Linked DNA regions of Mus musculus: all the other regions are linked to region 3. A link is a contact called in public HiChIP or PLAC-seq and promoter capture Hi-C data. All regions are on one chromosome and are shown on one strand. Each heading gives the region's core, a stretch centred on a gene start, on an enhancer-like site or on the middle of the called end of the contact. The rest is flanking DNA. Distances are from core to core; before and after follow the strand shown.

What was found. Promoter capture Hi-C pulls out the DNA fragments that hold promoters and counts their contacts. HiChIP or PLAC-seq counts read pairs in DNA pulled down with a chosen protein or histone mark.
Region 1: a promoter capture Hi-C map of neural stem cells shows a contact between it and region 3. The contact joins the promoter of Adgra1 here to the promoter of Cfap46 in region 3. A contact is called at or near these places in 23 of 39 promoter capture datasets (the 3T3-L1 cell line, 3T3-L1-derived adipocytes, the C10 cell line and 13 more), 3 of 484 Hi-C or Micro-C datasets (embryonic fibroblasts, hippocampal excitatory neurons and stem cell-derived neurons), 10 of 115 datasets of contacts at active chromatin or transcription factors (the SCID.adh cell line, T-cell acute lymphoblastic leukemia, cardiomyocytes and 6 more) and 3 of 9 other capture datasets (adipose tissue, embryonic stem cells and pancreatic islet).
Region 2: a contact with region 3 is called in an H3K4me3 HiChIP or PLAC-seq map of embryonic basal ganglia, with 3 times the contacts expected there. The contact joins the enhancer-like site here to the promoter of Cfap46 in region 3. A contact is called at or near these places in 10 of 39 promoter capture datasets (the 3T3-L1 cell line, the C10 cell line, the HPC-7 cell line and 6 more), 2 of 15 datasets of contacts at CTCF or cohesin (both in embryonic stem cells), 18 of 484 Hi-C or Micro-C datasets (B cells, the C10 cell line, bone marrow-derived macrophages and 13 more), 17 of 115 datasets of contacts at active chromatin or transcription factors (the SCID.adh cell line, T-cell acute lymphoblastic leukemia, embryonic basal ganglia and 9 more) and 2 of 9 other capture datasets (embryonic stem cells and pancreatic islet).
Region 4: an H3K4me3 HiChIP or PLAC-seq map of forebrain shows a contact between it and region 3, with 6 times the contacts expected there. The contact joins the enhancer-like site here to the promoter of Cfap46 in region 3. A contact is called at or near these places in 11 of 39 promoter capture datasets (the 3T3-L1 cell line, the C10 cell line, HPC-7-derived erythroid cells and 6 more), 2 of 15 datasets of contacts at CTCF or cohesin (both in embryonic stem cells), 22 of 484 Hi-C or Micro-C datasets (B cells, the C10 cell line, the STO cell line and 16 more), 14 of 115 datasets of contacts at active chromatin or transcription factors (the SCID.adh cell line, T-cell acute lymphoblastic leukemia, embryonic basal ganglia and 8 more) and 1 of 9 other capture datasets (pancreatic islet).
Region 5: an H3K4me3 HiChIP or PLAC-seq map of embryonic stem cells shows a contact between it and region 3, with 25 read pairs. The contact joins the enhancer-like site here to the promoter of Cfap46 in region 3. A contact is called at or near these places in 1 of 39 promoter capture datasets (hippocampal neurons), 1 of 15 datasets of contacts at CTCF or cohesin (embryonic stem cells), 1 of 484 Hi-C or Micro-C datasets (cerebellum) and 6 of 115 datasets of contacts at active chromatin or transcription factors (embryonic limb bud, embryonic midbrain, embryonic stem cells and 3 more).

What each region holds. Positions count from the first base shown.
Region 1 is chr7:139,832,733-139,835,770 of GRCm38.p6, reverse strand. Adgra1 (adhesion G protein-coupled receptor A1) reads right to left here and starts at 1,597. Exons shown (of 8, transcript NM_177469.3): 1 at 1,244-1,597; 2 at 374-568.
Region 2 is chr7:139,869,847-139,872,574 of GRCm38.p6, reverse strand. The region is part of intron 6 of Adgra1 (adhesion G protein-coupled receptor A1); the gene reads right to left. Among named protein-coding and RNA genes, the nearest start is that of Kndc1, 23 kb to the left of the region's middle. Within about 2 kb of position 1,389, at least 7 of the 459 cell types and tissues checked have an H3K27ac peak or open chromatin away from gene starts, as enhancers often do. A contact at or near this core is called in embryonic basal ganglia and neural stem cells, where this site is marked.
Region 3 is chr7:139,682,475-139,685,374 of GRCm38.p6, reverse strand. Cfap46 (cilia and flagella associated protein 46) reads left to right here and starts at 1,560. Exons shown (of 59, transcript NM_001302546.1): 1 at 1,560-1,653; 2 at 1,905-2,029; 3 at 2,240-2,371; 4 at 2,830-2,894. The coding sequence starts at 1,605. Gm32680 (a long non-coding RNA gene) reads right to left here and starts at 1,321. Exons shown (of 3, transcript XR_389968.2): 1 at 1,236-1,321.
Region 4 is chr7:139,849,103-139,851,802 of GRCm38.p6, reverse strand. All of the region lies in intron 5 of Adgra1 (adhesion G protein-coupled receptor A1), which reads right to left. Among named protein-coding and RNA genes, the nearest start is that of Adgra1, 16 kb to the right of the region's middle. Within about 2 kb of position 1,367, at least 51 of the 459 cell types and tissues checked have an H3K27ac peak or open chromatin away from gene starts, as enhancers often do. A contact at or near this core is called in cortical neurons, embryonic basal ganglia, forebrain and 2 more, where this site is marked.
Region 5 is chr7:139,913,166-139,915,903 of GRCm38.p6, reverse strand. Kndc1 (kinase non-catalytic C-lobe domain (KIND) containing 1) reads right to left here. Exons shown (of 31, transcript NM_177261.4): 7 at 2,308-2,422; 8 at 1,851-1,922; 9 at 1,703-1,764. Among named protein-coding and RNA genes, the nearest start is that of Kndc1, 20 kb to the right of the region's middle. Within about 2 kb of position 1,298, at least 41 of the 459 cell types and tissues checked have an H3K27ac peak or open chromatin away from gene starts, as enhancers often do. A contact at or near this core is called in embryonic stem cells, where this site is marked.

The sequences.
Region 1 (3,038 bases), core at 348-2,847, 150 kb before region 3:
CCTTGAGTGGGAGGGAACCCAGTCTAGGACTAGACAAGGTTTCCCAGGGCATGGATGGATGCCACTCTGTTGATTAAATGCTTCGACATTGCCGCGTGCCTTCAGCTAATTAGTATGAACAGCACCAAGTGAGCCAGTGAGCAGACAGACCCTGGCAGGCAGCCAGAGACTCAATGTAGCCAGACCCCACTGCCCCCATAGAGTTATCCCACCCCAGGACTGACACAGGCTGGACAGCTGCTAAGTGCCTAACCACCCCATAACTTACTTTCCTGCCCAGGCCTCCTCCACCTAACAGAGATGGTAGCCCCTGATCTGATGTGAACGGCAGGGTTTTGGTCAAAGCTTTAGGCCCCTTGGGCTGTGTACTCACCATGAGCCCTGCAGAGTTAGGGAGGCAAGCGCACTGATGGGGTTGCTGGCACCGACCACTATGTTGCACCCTTCTCCCCTCTAGCCTCCATGGCCATCTGGAAGGTCAAGTCCCACACAGTCACGGTCGAGCTCCTGGGAAGGCTACCTCAGAGTGACTGTGTCAAGATGAATGGGGATCTGCAGGCTGACCCACCTGCAAAGACAATGCATGGTCAGAGTGCAAGGGAGCCTGATACTGGTCAATACCCAGGTATACTCAGGGGGCACTCAGTCCCTTCCCAAGTTTGCCCCTTTCTGGCTCCTATGAACCTGGCCAGCCTGTTGGAGTCCTTAGCTCAGGCTTCATCTGAGGCACCCAGAGAGGTGGTAACAACCTGGGCTTTGGGACTTGGGAGGAAACCTGGCTCCTGGCAGCCGGAAAGCATCCCTTAAGTAGTCTCTGCTCGCCATCCCAACATAAGACCGTAACTTGGTTATTTCGGGCTGCACAAGCCAGACCAGCATTATCAATTGAAATCAAGAGAGTCAAATAAACCTGAGTAAATCTCTCAGTGCCCAGGAAGACCTGGCAGGCAGAAGCTGCTGCTGCCGCCTGATGTAGCTAGATCTTGAGGGCTGGCGTCTCCCGCATGGACATTCTTGCTTGGCTGGAACTATGTGGTCTTGCTAAGGCTCCAAGCTCTAGACTTACCCAAAGTTATTCAGAATCCACCTTCCCAACAGCAAGAGTGGCCGAATCTCTCACAGCGTTTCTGCTCCAGAAATGGCCCTCATGAGTGGACACTGTGGCCGGCCAGTAGCTTGGGCACAAGCCCTACCCCTCCCCTTCCCTTCTCAGACATCAGGAGAAAGCCACCCAACTTCTCACCTATTTTGGTAAAGGCAGCCGAAGAGGCACAGGTCTCCTGCTTCTCACAGGCGAGATGTGGCATGTCCCTCGTGCTAGGGAACAGCTTTCTATGACGAAAGGCATGAGATTGGAGCTTATAAGTGGAGTTATCAACAGATTGCAGGGCTGCAGCCTGGCGACTGGCTGTGGCCAGAGCACTGCGCTGGGGACGGAGCTCTGCACCCGGAGGGAGTGAGTCAGAGCCGAGAAGAGCAGGCATCCAATGCGCTCTCTGCAGGCAGTTTCCAGCTCTGGGTTGGGGGACGCCAGCCGCCTGCGCGCCGGATTTCTGCAGCAACAGCCAGGGGAATGAAGGACCGGCCGGGAAGCAGGAGCTGTAACCATGGGGACTGGGGGAGGCGCGGACCGCGGCAGCGCCGTGCCCTGGCTCCCTGCGGCAGAGCGGGAATGGTTCTTCCCAGCCCGGCGGCCGGCTGCCCGTCACACTGCAGAGTCGATTTAAAGAGACAACCGACCAGGGTTTGCTGCTTGCTTCCAACCGATTCAGACAACTCACATTAAAGCATTTTCCCCAAAAGGAGGACAGGATGATGTTATTTCATTTTAAAAAGAGATCCCTGTCTCTCGAGGGCTGCAGGAACAGGAAGGTGAAAACGGAAATTGATTTTGGAAGAATCTTCACAATCCATGTATTAAAATACTGTTCAAATCCAAATTTTCCGAAACTGAGGTGAAGACTGTGTGAGCATGAGTCAGCAGGGCTGCTCCTGTCTGTGGACATGGCCTGGCGGGGCAGAAAGTGTCTTCCCTAACCCCAGTGTTGAACCCTTCTCCAAGCCTGGGCCAAAGGACTGAGTGTTGAGAAGGAAAGTGTACAGAGGCGTGAGTCAGAGTCCAGCTCATCTGCTGTGGGATGGCTTGGCCCAGACTGGTTGCCTGAGGGGAGAGTTGGATCAGGTCAAGCTTTTTCACAAAGTTTATCCCCTTGGCAGATGTTGGCATGACATTGTGATTAGGAGACACCTGTTTGGGGACCATTCCCTTCCCTCTCCACCTGGCTCCTTTTCTTGTAGCACCTCCATCCCACCTAGCAACTTTGCTCTTCAGGTGCTGTTAAAGCTAGTGTCTACTCTAGGAGGCCCCTAGGTTCTTGCTACTCTGGAGTTTAAAGGATTGGAAGCTAGAGTTCCTGGGGCAGGGGAGGTAGTTAAAGGATCATAAAGATAGAATTAGACCCAGGGACATTGTGATTTTTGTTTTAGAAATCCTGTGGTGTGTAACCTCTGGGTGGGGTGTGGTCAACTCTCCTGTCCCAGTCCTCAGTGGGAACACTGAGCCCCGAACTTCAGATAAGGGACTTGACCCTGAGGAATTCTGTCTGCTCAGCACCCTATGAGTGATGGAGGCCTCCATGTGTTCTGAACTCTCAGAGTCTCTTCTCCAGGAACTGGAGGCCAGCCAAAGTCCCTGATGGATCCTGGATGATAGTCTTAGTCGGGTGGATAGGGAACGGGGCAGAAAGGAGAGCAGGAAGTATGTAGGGGGAGGTGGCTCTGAATCAGAGTAGGCTCTGACACTGGTCTTCTGCTCAGGGCTCCAGGTCTGTCACAGGTGGTCCAGGCCCTCAGGAGAGGCAGAAGAGGCCTGGCTACTGGCCCCTGGACTCTATGTACTGCGTGAGTGATGATTCTCAGCTTCTTCCTGGAGTGGCCAGAAGGAGTCTATCTCCTTGTATTGTGTAGCTGAAGTTTCCAAAAACAGAGCCCAAGGCCTGGCTTTATAAATACTCGGGCACTAAACCATTCATAATGGT
Region 2 (2,728 bases), core at 140-2,639, 190 kb before region 3:
TTTTCTTGGACTGTGATTAGATTGGGTCTTTTAATCTCTGAGGTGGCTGAGAGACACTAAGAGGAAAAAAGCTAATTAATATATTAAGTTTGAAATTAAAAAATTATAACACAAACACAGGGAGAGAAGGAAGGGAAAAAAAACAGAAACCACATCAAAACAGTGTTGCAAAAGAGATAGGAAAAGAAAAAAGAATAAATGGAAACAACCTAACCAAGTGAAAAAGTAACATTGTAACATTCTACTTCAAGGTAGAGATTGTTACAACAGAGGAAAAGAACGAAAGACCCAGCTGGGGATAACATAGACTGAGAAGAGATGGGGGGGACCTGGAAGTAGGCCTGTAGGAATCATCTTTCAGCTTTGCCCTCTAGGTCTGTGGTTCTCAACCTGTGGGTTGCGACTCCTTTGGGGTCAAATAACCCATTCACAGAGATCACAATCAGATATTTACATTACTCTTCATAACAGTAGCAAAATTTCAGATATGAAGTAGCAATGAAAATAATTTTATGATTGGGAGGTATTACAACATGAGGAACTATATTAAAAGATCGCAGCATCAGGAGGCTTGAGAGCCATTGTTCTAAGGCAAGCAAGGCTACCAGGCCAGCAGCAGAGAAAACAGGCTTGAGCAAGACAGAGGAAACACAGGCAAGGGCAAGACATGACATTTGCATTTGGCTGGGAGGCGATGCAGCATCGTCCAATAGAGGGTTCAAAATACCAGAACAAACTGATAGATATAGAGGGGAAAGAGCAGCTTCCCGAGTTGCAGTTGGCATTAAAGTTCCTCCCCTCAGCAAGAGACAGAACAATCAATTCAATGAGGAAATAGAGCCACAGTTTTTAAAGATGTCAGCCTCAAGACTCCTTGTAACACATCTCACTAAACAGTGTCACCAATGTAATCCTCCTGTAGTCACCGTGGCTTGTTCACCATGACACCAGTGTTATTAACACATTACTCTCCAGAATGTGTGGCTTATTCATCCACATGAGAGTAGCACCCACACATCTTTATTCAGTCCGTGTAGCTCATGCACTGTGGCGACCATAACATTCACACATCTTCCTCCAGTGTGTGTGTTCACCATGTCAACCATGACATCTTGACATTCTTCTCGGCTGTGTGTGACCTGCCAGCCATGGTCCAGGCATCCTCCTCCAGAGCCTGCAATATGTTCACCATGAAAGCAGAGGCATCCACATGTCTTTCCCTGTGTGGTTGCTTCAGCAAGACAACACGGCTAAGCACGCAGTGCTTCCTCCCAGGTGCACGTACGGATCACCATGACAACAGTGGCATCCTGTTTCATTGTATGTGGCCTGTTTACCATACTAATAATGTTATTCAAATACCTTCCTTCACTGTGTATGTGGCCTGTTCACCATGGCAACAGTGGTATCCACACATCCCTCTTCACTGTGTGTGGCTTGTTTACTATGACAACACTGGTACCCTATCTGTGCTCTTTCATTACATGCGGCATATTCACCATGACAACAATGGCATCCTCTAGTGTGTCACTGGCTCTTCAACAGGTATATGTCATGGAAGACTCAAACATTCAGAAGACTTGAAATCATGCGGAACATATTCTCTAACCATAAATAAATTAGATGAGAGATTGGTAGCAATATTTTGCTCAAGGTACCACAAATACTGTGGACTTAACAACACGCTTATAAAATATTCATGGAATAAGGATGAAATTATAAAGGATGTAACACACCAAAATTTCTTGGCTGCAAATACCATAGGGATAAAAGGGAAAATTATAGTTTCCAATCTTTCATTAGAAAGAAGAGAAAGATCTGAAGTTTAGTGATCTATTCTACCTTGACAAGGTGGAAAAACAAGACCTCAAGGTTGGCCCTAGGTTGCCACCTGATGAAGATGATAAATATTAGGGACAAATCCTGAAAACTTGCTCCCCCTACAGTAAAAGCCAGTGAAGCTATAAACTGTTAAACTAATAAAGAGAGAAGAAGGACTGATGAGATGGCTCAGTGGGCAAAGGACCTTGCTTTGCAAGCCCAAGTTTGATTTCTGTGACCCAAATACTAACCTAATAACCTGATAGACAGGGAGAGCCAATGCCACAGAGCTGTCTGCTAACTTCCACACATACCATGGTGTGTACCCCCACCCCATTCACCGTGCACACACAATAGTGATAATAAACTATTTACAAACATTGTTTGAGCTCAATTTCAATCTGAAGAAAGAGTTACTGTTGTGCACTCTACAGATACACTACAGGAATCAAGGGCGTATATAGTGAATAGCTGCATGCCAACAGATTCAGTCACTTTGATGAAATGGATATATTCCTTGGGAAAAAAATAAAACCAAAACATTAGAAAATTTTGCTGGCCTTGATATCAAAGGCAAAGAGAAAATCAATTCTTTCTAGTAGAGTGTCAGCCATACTTCAGGCAGGCCCCTTGCCTGGAAGTAGTTGGCTAACACAAAACTCCATTTTTTTTTTTGGTCTTATTGTTTTTCTCATTGTTTTGGTTTTAATTTTGTGTGTAGGGAGGTAGGGAGAATCTGAGAGAAGTTGGGGAGGGAAAACATATGATCAAAGTATGCTGTATAGAAGAAAAGAAAAAAGAACACCTTGCTGGTGGGTCTGATGGCACATACCTCCTCTGGAAGGCAGAGACAGGAGGATCTCTGAAAGTTCGAGGCTAGCCTAGACTACATAGCAAGACTTTGTCT
Region 3 (2,900 bases), core at 311-2,810:
GTACTCATTATAAGAGGAGAATTTCTGGGTCATGAGTCAAGTACATGCCTCAGTTTACTTAGAGCTCCCAGTTTTTCGGTGATTGTCACTTTATCCCCACCAGCTGTGTGGCACATGCAGCTGTTTGTCCCCACCAGGACCTCTATCATCAGGCTTCTTGATTTTAGCTGCACTAATGGGTTTGAATGTGGGAGGCATTTCTTTGTGTTGTTTCTCTGATTACTGGCAACGGTGGCGGCTGCACTCATTCCCTGCTCACTGGGTAGTCAAGTAGCTCACGTTGTCAAGTGTCTATCCAAGTCTTTGGCATCTTCTAAAACTTGCCTGTGATTTATCCATTGAACTCTTATATAATCTAGACACAGGTCTTGTATTAGATTTTATTATGAATGTTTTCTTCTAACCTGTAGTCTACCTTTTCATTTTCCTAACAGCTTCTTTCAAAAGATCAGAAGACTCTACTTCTGAGGAAAGATTTTATCTGTTTCTCCCTCTGTGGTTTTTTAGTTTGCGCCTGCTAAGGTCTCACGGGCTCATGTGCTGACTCATAGTCCCAGCAGGTGGCGCTATTTCGAGAGGTTCGGTATTCTTTAAGAGGTGGTGTCTGGCTAGAGGAAGTAGGTCACTGGGGGCGTGGCCTTGGGGACTGCGGCTTTTTCCCTTAGATCTTGTATACACGTTTGTCCTTCTGCACGCCGTTCTAAACGCTCATTTAGGATACTAGAGTCAGCTTTGTCTTTGCCTATACGCCTGCTAACCTGCTGCCCACCTGCTGCCCCGGGGATCTCCATCATTGCCCACCGACCACTGCTTCTCAGCTGATGAAGCGCAGCTCCTCCTGCAGCTCCGGGCTCTGCCCCAGCTTGGACCTCCAAGACTACTATGTCTTAATGAAAGTCATCTCTAAGAGTGATCCTCGAACAAGGGCTCTAGAGCGTTTGTGGCGTCCCCCCACCCCACCCCCCGCATCCTTCCTGATCCCAGAACTGCTCCAATTCCAAGGCTTCTTGCCCAGGCAGCAGCTACAGGCGGGTCTACTCAGTCTTCACTCCTCAGATCCCTTAGATAATGTCACACATGTAGACCCGCCACAGGTGGCCCTTGCAGATAGAAAGGGGCACGCTTTCTGAGGCTGGCAACTTCCCTGTCCGACTGGTACCCAGCAGCCCACCTTCCTGCTCTGGTAGGCATCTTCTGTTAGATCTTTTTCCTGCATCCGTCCAGCCCGCGCTTACCGGAGCAGGGAGGTTTTGTGGAGTTCCCTTGTCTTTCTGTGCCGCAACAGAGCAGGACACAGAAACATGGGTGGATGGATGGGAGGTGAGCGCAGCCTGGCAAGGAAAGTGAAGACAGCATGGTATGGGTGCCCTGGGTGCCAATTCAACACTCAAGAGTTCTTGACCTGGCCTCACTCGGTGTCCATCAGTTCCGCTCCGCCTGCTTCTTGTCTACTTCCCCGCCCCCTTCCCCTCCCTACTCCCAGCGTCACGGACTCCTCAAGTGTAGCCCCGCCCCGAGCTCCCGCGTCCTTGGTCTGGGCCCCGTCTCTAGGCAACCGCTACTGGTCCAGCAGTGGAGCTGTATAGTTGAGGGCCTCCAGGGCCATGGACCTGATCATAACGCAGGAACTGGCCCGTGCCCGGAATCAACAAGGTGGGTCTCACTCTAACTTTGCTGATGGGAACCCCTTGACCTAAGTAGAGTGGCACAAAAGTCCGTGATGCGATGCGGTGGATACAGTTGTTGAACCCTGGCCTAGTCGCTGAGTGGGGATGGTTGAAAGCAACCTGGCCAGGAATTCAGACCCATATTTCTGTGCCAGAGGAAGGCTCTTCCAGGGACTGTGGACTGTGTCTCTCTGACATACCTATGCTGGGCCCCTCTGCTGATCCTCTGCCCGATAGATGCAACTGCCCTGCGAAGAGCTTATGAACTGATCAAGTCTGCAAACCTGGGAAAGTCGGAGCTTGACCCCACAGAGAGCTTCAGCCCGGACCTGTTTGTGCTGTGTGCAGAGCAGGCACTCAAGGTGAAGCCCTTGAGTGACTGGCTGTCACTGGCACACAATGAACCTGTCCCCACCTTCACATCTTTGGGTGTAAACGGCACAGGGTTAGGGTGGATGGGACATTTGATGAGTGTTGTGAGTATAGAAATGACCAAGCTAGCCTCACCAGTGACCCAGAGCGCCTTCATCCTGGGCATCTTCCTTCCTCTTCCTGGCTTCAATCTCCTACAGATGAAAGAGCCTGAGATAAGCGAAGACTGCATCCAGATGTACTTCAAAGTGAAGGCGCCAATCACTCAGTTTTTGGGCCGAGCGCACCTGTGCAGGGCCCAGCTTTGTGCCCCACAGTCAGAGGAAAATGTGGTAAGACTACCCCTCTCCACTTCTCACCCCACCTCCAGGGATGGCAGCAAGGCAGGTCTTAGAGAAGCTTTAAAGCAAAATGGGACTGAGGAACCAGAGTCTCCTTCACAGTGATGCAAAAAACATCGGCAGTTCCCATTTGTGCTTTTCTCTCCGCTCGGTACTCGCCAGGTGCCTGACATGAGTCCATATGACCTCCCACCTCTGCAAGGGGGTGCTATGACCTTTCTGTCTTCTCTCCCCCAAAGCCCTTCCTGGGCTGGGCAGAGCGGGAGGTGGGAGAGTCTGGAACCCACAGGCACAGCCAGCTGTGGTTGCTCAAGGGTCTTCGCTGTCCCCGGACTGTGCATAAGCTGGGGTGAAAACCAGTTTGCATTGGATGCCAGGAATGAAGATGAGCAGCAGTGGGTGCTGGGGTGGCTAGTTGGCTCACCTGGGTATTCTTTGTGCTGTCTTAGGAAGAATTTGAAAATTGCGTGACACAGTACATGAAGGCCATAAACTTTGCAAAAGGAGAACCGAGGTAGGT
Region 4 (2,700 bases), core at 118-2,617, 170 kb before region 3:
CCAGCCACCTGCCCCAGCCACCTGTCCCAGCCACCTGCCCCAGCCACCTGCCCCAGCATGCACAGCAGACTCCTTGGGTGCAGTCCTAACTTTCTGGGCTGTGAGTATACAGAACCCTGACAGCTACTCTGTAGCTCTTTGGGGACAATAAAAACAGTGAGACCAGGAGGAGGACAGGTAGGGAAGGAGCCAGAGGCAGCTGAGACTCTTACACTGTCCAGCTATTTGCTGTGTATGTGGACCTGTGAGAAGCTTGTGGGGTTGCCTACTAGATCCTCCTCTGTAGGAAGTCTATGTCATCTTTATGTACGGGCTCTGATGTACACACCTATCTGTGAACCCTGGCCCCACTCTGGACCCCCCAAGTGGAAGGCAGGCACAGCTGCACAGCAGGGCTCCCCTCATATATTCACCAAGGCACTGAATTTAAGGAAAGGCACCTCAGGGATGAGGCTCTGATAACCCACCCTTGCACGTCACAGTGACTCATTGCTATGGAAACAGCCGCTGGAGCTAGTCCCAGCCAGCACTTTTACGCTAGCTAATTACGCATTCTGCACTGCTTCATCTCCATCTGATTCCATAAAATAAGGCTACCTTTGAGGTACTAACCTGACATTTTGAAATGGCAAGTAAAATATTGCTATAATCGGAAAGGACATAAATGTTTAAGGAATACAGAGATTTCCTGAATAAAGCTAACATCGCACGATTATAATGATTTATCGAATCTAGAGTTCAATTTTTACTTATGAGAAAATGCTATAATAATTGATGAGGATTTGGGGTGGGGTGGGGGTTGGAGAGATTGAAGAGCTGTTTATGGTTTCAGATGGCTTTGTGGGTACAGCACAGCATGTCCTGTGAGTTCAGCTTTCTCTTGGCTTTGCTGATGCTCAGGTGAGATAGGGTCCAGCCACACTGGGATCACCTCTCCTGGATGAGAGTAGGAGGCCTCGGACCTGGGTGGCAAGAGCTGCTTGCCATCTAAGAGTTCAATGTAAAGGCAAACAGAAAAGGGGAGGTAGGCACGGCTTGAAGAAAGGTCTGCAGCGTGGCTGTCACTGTCATAGACAGACAGAAATGTCAGACTCATCCTCAGAAGGGCGCCTGACTTTTGCCCTTGAGACATTAGTTCAGGGCCTTGAGGTGGGTGGGGGCACAGCTGGGAGGAGAGATGGAGGGGAGGCCTGGCTGTTTTCTCCCTTAAGCTGAGTCTCATCCAGGCTGTATGATCAGGGAGCAGAAAGTGTACAAAGGCAGGCTTTGTCTCTTAAACACCAACTTGAGGCAGAACACATAGGGAGGTCAAGGGATGCCGATTGGCTTCCAGACAGCATGTGCTATTGAGAGGAAGAAGCAGGCAGGACACCCTCCCTTGCTTCCGGACCCAGGGCCAGCACTGACGTACATTCATTATGTGGGACTAACAGCAGCCGTCTGCTTTGTTTATGATGTCACTTAGTACTTTAATGAGACTCACGGTCATCTTTCTGTTGCTATGACAACTGTCTGTTCTCGCCAGCCATCCAGAGCTCTGGACCACTTCTCCTGGCTGTTCTGATGATGCTGAGCTTGGGTGGGGAGGGGCTGGGACTCCTGTACTCAGCCACTTGGTTGCTGATCAAAGTGGGGGACACATCTAGCTTTCAGTGATCTAATTTTTAGCTTGCTCCTCTCAGGTATCTCCCTCTTAGCAGGTGAGGTAGGGGAGCTGTCGTGATGAGTGAGGTGGGCTAGCTTCTGACCCGCCAGGCTGCTGATTAAAACCAGCCTGGCTTCTGGCTCAGGGAGGCCTCAGAAGCAATAGACACCTTCACTTCTGTGCACAGGCACAGAGGCATTTAAAAATGTCCTAGTGTGGTGGAGATTGCTACCTGGAGTGCTTTGTGGGACCTGGGTCTCCTTTAGCTCTTGTTTCCCCTGAGCTCTCCTCGACTCCCCTGTCCTTGCAGCAGCAGTTCTGGGTCTCCACAAAACTAACAGGACACGTGGCTTTTTGGTCCTTAGTCTGCTGTCTACAACTTCCCCCCCAGCATAGCCTGGCAGATGGGTTTCAATTGGTCCCACACCGTTAACACTGCCGATACCTGGCTTGCCCTTGAGACATTAGTTCAGGGCCTTGAGTGAGTCAAAAAGCAAGGGATGAATAGGGGCTGGCCATTTCAGGAAAAGCCACCGGAGACTAGGAGGTGTGTTTTCTGCAGTCCACCGTACTCCAGCACACGGGACCTGTCCTTTATCTGGAGTCCCAGTTACTAAGGACTTCTCATCGGAGCACGGCCCTTATAGATCTTAGCTTGGAGGGTATTTCCAGGTCCATTTGTCCCCACCTACCAAATCTCTCTTCCAGGTGCTGCCCCAGTGGAATTCTGGAATGCCATGGGTGCCTGGATCTCTGGGGCTTCATAGGGTTGGCCTGAGCCTGGGGTCAGTGCTGGATTTTATGATTCCAATGACTGCGTGGCCAGCAGGCCCCAGCTGCGCAGCACTTGGTGGCAGAGTGAAGACATAAAGATAACGGCCCACTCAATTGCCTTTTTGGCTTCTGGGCAAGCTTTTATAGCAGGAGAGAGTGGGATTTCCTAGCCCTCGATGTGGCTATTTCCAGCTTAACAGAGGCAGCAATGGAGGAAACTGTCTTCTCTTCCATTCAGGCATGTGACACTTCCTCTTCTGATAGTCTATTCCAGGCCAGGG
Region 5 (2,738 bases), core at 49-2,548, 230 kb before region 3:
CACCTGCCCTGTTTCTAGGGCATCCCTTTGTCTATCAGACTGCTTCCTAGTGGCTTGTTTGCACAGTGGATCATTGTCAACGTCCTCCAAGTCTGCATCCAGCTCGCCTCTCCCACTTTTGATTAAGTATTTCCTCCACAGACATTTATAAACAAATGAAGCTGTTATCTGATACCCCGGAGCTGTTACCGGAGAAGCTACCTGCTGTGGCTGCTACAAATAAAACTCTACTTGCTCTGAGCCACCAAGCCATCTCTCCAGCTCAGTCTTTATACTACACACACACACACACACACACACACACACACACACACACGGCTCCAAAACCATATTATTATTGCGTGTGGATGGTGTGTGTGTGAAATCTGTGGTGCGAGATTTCTCTACGGAACCCCTTCACTCTAGGGCTTGGATCCAGACTTAACTGCCGGGCTTTACTCGGCAAGCGCTTTAGCCACTGAATCAACCATTTTGCAAGCCCAGTCTTTCTTTTGGCTCTTTAGAACCCACGGCACTAACTACTCTTGTCTGTGATACATTTTTAGTTCTTTTTGTTTTTCCTTCTGAGAGCTTCTTGACACATAGGGGTTTTGCGGAACAGAGGACTCTAGGTAAAAGGTTTCCACTTTTAAGGTCATCAGGTAGGAACTCAGTTGCCATTTGAACCGTTTACCCCGAACATAGATAAACTGTTTCTCTTTTGACCTTCAGCTTTCCGAGGGGTTTCACTACAACATAGCGTTGGTTTCTTTAGGTTAATCCCCTTCTTTTCCGTTTCTTGAGTGGTAGGCTTATGTGTTTTGACACAATTGGATATTTTTCATTCATTACTCACTCACTGATTACTCTTCTGCCTCGCCCACAGTTTTCTTTCCTTCTAGAATTCTGATGCCATGAATGCTTGGTTTTCTAGGGCAAGCTTCTCGGGCCTGTTCAAATTTTGATCTCATTTCTTTTCCTTGTCCACATGTCTATAGTCCTAGCTTCCCCGCACCGTCGTGGGTGACTCCTCAGCATGGGCAGCCAAGGCCAGCACACCTCTGTTGCTCTCAGGGTCTCAGGTCTAGGCTGGCCAATGGACCCCAGACACATTGTGCAAGCAAAAGGAGCAGGCAGGCCAGCTGAAGTCACTTGCTCCTTCCTGGCCCTCTGGCTAGTAAGCCTGACCCCGGGGAGGCTCCCTTTACCTTTGCGGAGTTTTCCAGGTGCCACTTCTTTAGTAGCAGGGTCCAGCATAGGAGACTGAAAAAACCTTGGTTTGCTCGGCCCTGTCTGGTATCACCCTGCTCCTTCACTCCTCCCACCCGCCCCCCATGGCCCCGCCTTCTATATTGCTCCGCCCATTCCCTCCCAAGACCTGGTCCCTGCCTTGTCGAGTACCAGATAAGCCAAAGCCTGGAGGATCAGCTGACCTGATTCCCAGGGTGGGGGCTGCATTAGGTTCTGAGTGTAATTTAGTTCATTTAATTTAAAATTTATAAGAGCCTATTATATTAGCTTGTTAGTGGCGGCGGGTCTACGCCCTCGGACTGGAGCTCGTCCCGCCCAGCGTCCCAGGGCACGCCCATGACTCAGAAGACATCAGTGAACGCAGCTACAGTAGCCCCGCGAGTAAGATGGGTGCCACGTTTAGGCCATCTGGCCCCGCGATCCACTGGGCAGAGGGTGAGGATGGAGCGAGAGAGGTGATGTGGTTGGTTACCTTCTCTGTCACCAGCTTCTCTTCTGACACTTCGGGAGCCAAGAAGAGTGAGTTGTAGGCGCCTAGAAAGGCAACCACAGTTTGGTTATTCTTCCTTCCTTGGGGAACCCGCTCTGGTTCTCTGCCCCCGAGAGTGACCCTTGTGTACCATTGGCAGGGGGCGGTCCGAAGAACACTGTCCCGTCCTCGGCCACCAACACGTTGTCCAGGCACAGGTGAGCTGCAACAGAGCGGATCAAGTATGCAGCCGTGTGTGGGCAGCTCCCTTGCCAGCATCAGGGGATTCCAGACCACACAGAGACCCCAGAAAAACCTGTCAAGACTGGACAGACACTGGAGGGCTGGCCATTCTAGCCAACAGTTGCCTAGGAACACTGTTAGGGTATATCACCCTCATCGAATTAAGAATAAACGGGAGGATGGGTGGGGACATGGTCCATATTGCTCTGCCCCTGGAAATGGCTGGGTGAAGTAGGTTGGGCCCTTCACATTCTCCAGACTCCAGGCTAAGAGGTTGCAGTGTCACAGCAGCCATTCTCCCACTCCCTTTTCTCCCTCCCCAGCTTTTGGGCTCAGGGCTCAAGGAGAGCAGGGTGACCCATCACCTGGGTGCTCCTTGTGTGTCTGCAGAGTGCTAAGGCAGGAGAGGCACAGTGCCCACAGCTCGTACTCCCTGAAGGGCCGGCCTAGCTTAGACAGAAGGTCCTTCAGGGACAGGCTCTGTGGAAAAGAAGGGTTACATAAGAACGCTTTGTCCACCTGATGTCAAGGAAGGGTTTCCACGGAGAAAGATGTGCGCTTAGTGCTTCTGTTTCTACTTGCAGTATCCCCCCTATGCCAGGGGCTGGAAAAGTTCTCCAAATTAAACACGAGTGTGGGTAAGTGTATGGAGAAACAGGAGCCCTCACCCATGAGCTGGTACAGTTGCCATGAGAGAAGATGGCAGATCCTCCGAGAAAGTACAGAGAATTACCTCAAGATACAACACTGGGTACCCCTAAGATCTGAAAGGAAACTGGAGTGGACAGCAGACCAC